Linked DNA regions of Mus musculus: region 1 is linked to region 2. The links are chromatin contacts, called in public Micro-C maps. All regions are on one chromosome and are shown on one strand. The core of a region is the stretch at or near the end of the contact, and the rest is flanking DNA. Distances in the headings are between cores, read along the strand shown. Region 1 overlaps Chn1os3 (chimerin 1, opposite strand 3). Region 2 holds the start of Chn1 (chimerin 1).

What was found. A called contact is a pair of places that touch in the nucleus more often than the background predicts.
Region 1: a contact with region 2 is called in a Micro-C map of muscle stem cells, with 4 times the contacts expected there. The contact joins the enhancer-like site here to the promoter of Chn1 in region 2. A contact is called at or near these places in 17 of 39 promoter capture datasets (the C10 cell line, the HPC-7 cell line, HPC-7-derived erythroid cells and 11 more), 4 of 484 Hi-C or Micro-C datasets (the N1E-115 cell line, embryonic stem cells, muscle stem cells and 1 more), 14 of 115 datasets of contacts at active chromatin or transcription factors (the NIH/3T3 cell line, craniofacial prominence, embryonic basal ganglia and 8 more) and 4 of 9 other capture datasets (adipose tissue, embryonic stem cells, liver and 1 more).

Annotation. Positions count from the first base shown.
Region 1 is chr2:73,607,868-73,611,153 of GRCm38.p6, forward strand. The region is part of intron 1 of Chn1os3 (chimerin 1, opposite strand 3); the gene reads left to right. Chn1 (chimerin 1) reads right to left here. Exons shown (of 13, transcript NM_001113246.2): 13 at 2,793-3,286. Among named protein-coding and RNA genes, the nearest start is that of Chn1os3, 13 kb to the left of the region's middle. Within about 2 kb of position 1,429, at least 57 of the 459 cell types and tissues checked have an H3K27ac peak or open chromatin away from gene starts, as enhancers often do. A contact at or near this core is called in the N1E-115 cell line, muscle stem cells and neural stem cells, where this site is marked.
Region 2 is chr2:73,773,863-73,776,948 of GRCm38.p6, forward strand. Chn1 (chimerin 1) reads right to left here and starts at 1,484. Exons shown (of 13, transcript NM_001113246.2): 1 at 1,161-1,484. The coding sequence starts at 1,179.

The DNA of each region.
Region 1 (3,286 bases), core at 179-2,678, 170 kb before region 2:
ATGGTCGGCAGTGCTCTCCTCTGCTCACAATGTGGTGTTTATAACCAGTAAGCTTGGCTTCCAATTACAAGCTGTGGCCTCTTCCTGTAACACCATAGAAAACCTTGGCTGTGCTCTGAGACGAGCATGTTGTTTGGGGGGATTGGGCCCAGGTTTTAGCACAGGAAAAGCTCCAGCATTGCTGTCAGATCTCACGGACCTTATCACCTGTATTACCTCGTGTTTGACCAGGTTTTGGAGGGGAGAGGGAGGGGGTGGTGGTGGGCATATTTCTCTATATCTCAAGCAAAAGCAAAGTGGGGCCTGTCCTTGCTGGGTCCCTGGTAGGCTCCTTAACATCCACCTGTGGAGTGATCGGTGTGTGTGTGTGTCTGAGTATGTGTAGTAGGTAGGCCCTGGGCCATCCTTGCTTGTGAAAACTCCTCAGAACAAACTTCTACCAGTCCTTTGTTTCTCCCCATTCTAAAGTTAAAACAAGAAGAAAAAAAAAATGGTGGCTCATGGGATACTGGCAAGGAGATTTTTTTTTCTTTCTATAACCCATAGTCAGACTTGAAACCGTATATGTTTGCAATGTGAAAGCCTCTAGCTCCCTTTGCAGATGGCTATGTGATCTGAGAAGCTAGAGGGACGGGGCGGGGGGGGGGGGTGTAGAAGAAATCTGTCTGCAGCAACCTAGACCAACCAGCCTGACTTCCTCCCTCCTCCCCTCCGTGTAACTTAGTCACCTTTCAGAGGACCTTGATCTGAAGGGGAGTCTTAAGTATGTGCTAACCAACCACAACCTCGTGACAAGGGCAGGAGTATATCAACTCACTTCTCACTTTGGGGTACCAGTTACGAGCTCCCACAGATGGCTCTCAGAACAATTCATAGTCTTTAGTCTCAACTAGGGAATGAAGAATTCTGGAAGCTATTGATCTCCTCTACCAAAACCACTGTTGGGGTGTCAGGGCCTTGAGTTTATTCCTGTTACATAAGGATGTCCTTCAGTGGTTTCTAGGGATCCTCTATAGTCTCCTAATAAAGGGTTCTAATTAATAAGGTGTTTATGTGATTCATTCTGATTTCTACAAAATCTAATGTCTTTTTTTCTGACTTAGTACCAATTTATATTTAGTGAGTTGTACAATTTAGAATCAAAAGTGAATAAGACTGTATTGAGGACAGAGTCAGATGTGGGGCAAGTGACTTTGGAGAAAAGCACAGACTTTGGACTAATTATTTTCTCTATTCTCCATGTATTAGAGAGACTGTCTTTCCATGCCTAGCCAGTTCCTCGAAGAGTTCAAAGGACTTCCCTTTGCAATGCCAAAGCACTCCAGAGCCAACAACCCCTACAATGGCTGCAATCCAGGCAGTGCTCTTACACTGAATCACTAGGGCCAGGTGGAAACCAGTGAGTCACGCCATGACCATGACCTAGGATGCTATTCTACTGGCTAATCCTTGGCCACTGATTAACTACTGCTTCCCTCCAAGGCCCTGTGTGCCTGCCTGTGCCTTGCCTCCTTGTTTCTTTGTGTAGAATCTCAGTTGTTTCTCCCTTGTTTGCTATTTGATTATACTTGAAGCAAATTCCTCGTGCATTGTAACATACCCAGAGGAAATGAAGCTGGCACAGCTAGCACTAGGGGACCATTAGAATCGCCTGGGATGCTGTCTGTCCGGGACTTGCCAACATACCCTTGGATTTCATTGGCCTGCAGTGATCTAGGGGACAGCTAGACCCTAGAAGTCCCAGGGCAGTGGTTCCCAGAGCAAGATCCTGGGTCAGTATCTGCATCACCTGCATGTAGTTAGAGATACAAATTCTTGGGTCCCACTTCAGACTTAAACTTAGGGATTTGAAGTAGGGAGCTAAAAATTGCTCCCCAAGTGGCTCAGGTGACAAAGATGTGGTTAGAGGAGTGGGTCCAGAGACAGCTGGCCTTGTAGCCATGGTGAGGAACGTGGCCTTAAGTGTGAAGGAAGTTACAGAAAGACTTTGAACAGGCTCTGGCTGCTGCATGCTATGTGGTAAGAAGCTGACTCCACAGAGGGCTGTCTCCTGCAGCTGTAGAGGGGACAGTTGGTTCTGGGGCATGGGAGTTAGGGCAGTCAGAAGAGAAGGCCCACCTACATCAGCCGCTTGAAACATGAGGCAGCTACTGTCAGCAAGTCAGAGCCCCAGTGTGGACAGCGCCTGCTGTATCTCCCCAGTCAGATTCACAGGGCCAGGGCATTTCTGTAAAGCTGGGCTAGATAGAGTGATACAGGTCTGGGGCTCTGAGACTCTTCCCTGTGAAAGTATCCACTGACTCTCCACAGTACATCTCTGACACTTGTGTGAGACAGATCTATGGCTCTTGGGAGGAATCAGGTAGGTTAGCAATTTTGAGTGATAAAAAGTGCTCATTTGAGGCTCTTTAGAACAAGAACACTGGTTGTTCTTGCAGAGGACCTGGGTTCAATTCCCAGCACCCACAAGGTAGCCCACAATCATCTACAACTGTATTTCCAGGGAATCCAAAGATGTCTCCTGGTCTCCACAAATGGTACACAGACATTCATGCAGGCAAACACCTATACACATAAAATAAATCAAGCAACAACAAACCCAAGAGATCTCCAGCACTCATGCCACTTCCATGGAAGTTTTTGGGGTGAAGGCCTATAGCAAGCCCCACAATGCACTTCTGTAGTCCCATCTGCTCAGGAGGACCAGGCAGGAAGACTGCTCAAGCCACAAGCTGAAGGCCAGGTTGGGCAACAGAGTCCCCACCTCTAAGGCAGTAGGCAGCTCAAAGCTTCATACAATTCCCAGTTTATAGAGAAACAAGGACCAGAGGAACATGTCAAATGACACACAGGATATAATTGGCAAATGCAATAATTGGGAAAATTCCAAATCAGTATTGGTATTTTTCAACAAATGAATTGCAAGACAGTGGAGGATCCGTCCATACATTAAGCCATGGCAACCACATGTAATATAGTGTGCCTTATTTAAATTATGATTCATTTAACTCCAAAAATTAATCTGATAGTTTAGGATAATAAAAAGGTATTTTGAGGTCTGGCATGTAACCCCAACACTGAGAAGTTTGAATCTTACCTGCTACATAGTAAGTCCTATGCCAGACTGGGTACAGAGCGAGATCCTGTCTCCAAACCCGAAAGCTTCTTAACTCTGGCGGATGCTTGACAGTATAACTTTCTTTCTTTTTCTCTTCTGTCCCTTCTCGCCCTCCTTTTAGTAGTATTAGTAGTACTAGTACCAACAACCACCACAACCACAACAGGC
Region 2 (3,086 bases), core at 234-2,733:
AGATCAATTGTTCCAATACAGTCTGAAGATTTCCTCTGGAAATCTTACTGCTGTGCATTCGCTGCAACAGTTGCTAACCAGCCACAGCCATTGCTTCTAAAGAAAATATAAGCTAAGGGTACAGTCTTATAGCATTTGTAACCTTTGTACAAAAAAGTCCCCATTTCCATTAAATAATGCAGATTAAATACAAGGTAAAGTAAAGATATTATTTTCCAGAGAAAGAAGAAACAGAAGTAACTGATGCCAGCAGCTGAATTCACTTGGAGGTATTTACAACAAAAAGCATTTATGGTATGTGACAACATAACTGTGCCTGGTCAGATGACATAATTAAAACTTAACTGGAAACTGGATATGCCGAATAACTTGTGAGAAATGTGCTTGGATATTAATAATAGGTTATTCCTAATACATCATTGCACCTTCCTACTTTGAAAAACTGAATTCTTTGCAAATCTAAGTTTTGACATACTGAGTTCTCTTGAAATGATGTACCAAGGTCTGTTTTTTGTAAAAGAAAAAGAAATGTCCCTTTTCAGTGCTTTTCCCCCAACCCACTGTCATTGCAAACTGTCTTAGCCATTGAAACAATAGTGTTAAGTAACTACATCCACAAAATATCACTTCCCAAACAATACAGTTACCTTACAGTAACCAACTTTCTTCTGCCCTCTTTCCTCAGAGCACACATTTTAACCAATAACAAATTAGGTTCACATATTATTCTTGTTTCCAATGCAATGTACCAAGTCCCCCCAAAATGCCCAACAATCCAACAGGAAGCAACACACGGACGGGGCAATTCTAGAGAAGCTAGGGATGCTCTCGCATCTTATTCAAAATAATAATAACAATAATAATAATAAACTTTCCAGGATCTTTATTTACCGACTTAGGGAAAATTGGTTTGCAAACAACTAGCCAACTTCCCTCTCAAGTTGGTATGTGAGAGAGGCACGGTGTGTTCACCCCGACCCCAGGACTGGCCCGGGAGCTCACGCCCATTGCCCTGCCTGAGAGGAGACAATGGGAGCGGCGCGCGGGGCCGCGCTCCAGGAGCCCCGACAAGGCGGCCCGCCCGCCCCGCGCCCCCCCAAGCCCGCACGCGACTCCGGGGCGCGGCCCACCCGCGGCGGGGAGCCGGGGACGGCACTCACCGAACAGGGTCAGAGCCATGGTGGAGCCGCGCCGCCCAGCGCTCCTCGCTCCCGCGGCGGCCGGCAGACGGCACCTCGGCGGGGCGGCGGCCCGGGGGGCGTGGCGCGGAGGCCGCGGGGGGCCGCAGCGAGGAAAAGTTACGCGCGCGTTAGCGAGGGGCGCGCCCGGCCCGCGGCAGCCCGGCAAGCCGCCGCGCGCCCGCACCTGTCGCCGCCATGGGCCCGCGGGGCGCGCGCGGGCGGGCGGACCTGAGGCGCGACCGGCCGGGCGGAGCGACGGCGGCCGGCGCTCACCGCGCACCCCGCGACCTCGCCGACGCCATCTTGCCAGAGCGCGCCGCATTCCCGCCAGCCCCTCGGGCGGCCGAGCGCGCGTTACCATGGCAACGGGCGCGCGCACGGCCCACGGGGACGCGCCCCATCCGCCGCGCCTAGAGTGAGGCTGCGCCCCCCACCCCAAGCCCAACAGGCGCACCCCCGGGGCGACGGCAACAGCCGCCCCGGGCTAAGCGGGTGCAGCTCCTGAAATCCCGGGATTTTTCTTGAATGGGATGGGATGAGAGAGCAGAGCGGAGGATGCTCGGGCTCGCGGGCAGGCGGGGTCTCCTGAGGACCAGGGTTCGTCTGAGGATAGAGCTCCTGCCGGCGCCCTCAGGGTTAACCGGCGAGCGGTCCCTGCCTGTGAATGCTGCTAACATTCCCTTGGGTTGGTGGAGCCCCTCTTGTTTCCGATCTGTATACCCGGAATCGGGTAATTGAAATGCATCGGGAATTATCTAAAATAACTGTTAGAAGGCAGGTGCTTAAAGCCACTGTGTCTTTTTTTTTTTTTTTTTTTTTTTTTTTACGTTATACCTTGTGGATGTTGTCTAAGGGAAACATCAGCGTTCCTCGCTGCCTGGCGAGTCTCTGCCACAAAAGATTCCCCGGAGCTTTTGGGTTTTATCTGACAATCACAGGCACTGTCTCTAGCTCTGGTGTTTTCTACTCGCCTTGTCGTCGCCTTAATTAGCGAGAGGGCATCCAACGCTTGAGGGTTTGGATTTTTGTTTGTTTGTTTTTTAAAGGCTCAACTGTGATGTTTTTCACTTTATTTCTCGTTGCTACCTTTGTTCTGTATAAAAATAGTCCTTTTCCCTCCTACTTTCTCTGTCTAGGGTTTGTTAGTGTTTGGGTGTGTAATCGTGTTTGTTTAATCTTCAGTCCTCATTTTCTCCTGCGTGCACTTCTTGTTTTGCAGGCTCCTCGCGTTCCCTGGTGTCATTTTTCCTCTTTTCTCTAAATTTCAACTAGTTATTGTGTTATTTAATATATCTCAGGAATCAAATCTTTATAAAACGCTAATTACTACCTCAAACAGAGTGCAGCTAATCAATCATCATTTCACAGCACACTCAAGCATCAGAAAAGAAGAAAAGCCGGTAGAAAGGAGGAGCCAAGCCTTTTGTTTCAAGCCAGTTAACTCAAAAAAGAAAGAAATATTAAAATAATCAGCCTGAGTGAACAAACGTCTAGGCACCTGATCTTACATTAAATAGATTTTCATTAGCTACTGGTATAAAAATATTTCTTGGAATCACCAACATTTTACAACATTATTTTCAATAATCTCCTTTTGATTTTATGCACTCCTCCCTTTTTTTCTTGAGAAAAAAAAATTACAGTTCATCAAGATAAATGAAAATTCAAGAAGGCTTTGTTGGACAGATTTTACAGCCATGATAGTATCTCTGCTGATCCAATCTGCAACCAGATAAATCAGTATCTAGAGAGCCCATTGTCTCAACCAGGAGTATCTAGAAGAAATACTTCCCTTCTTCCTAGAAAAGTACACATAAGCACACCAAAAAAATTTTTTTCACATCTAAAAACAAAAACTTTTTTAAAATCTTTCATTGAAATTTGAACAGATTTAAAGAAAAAAAA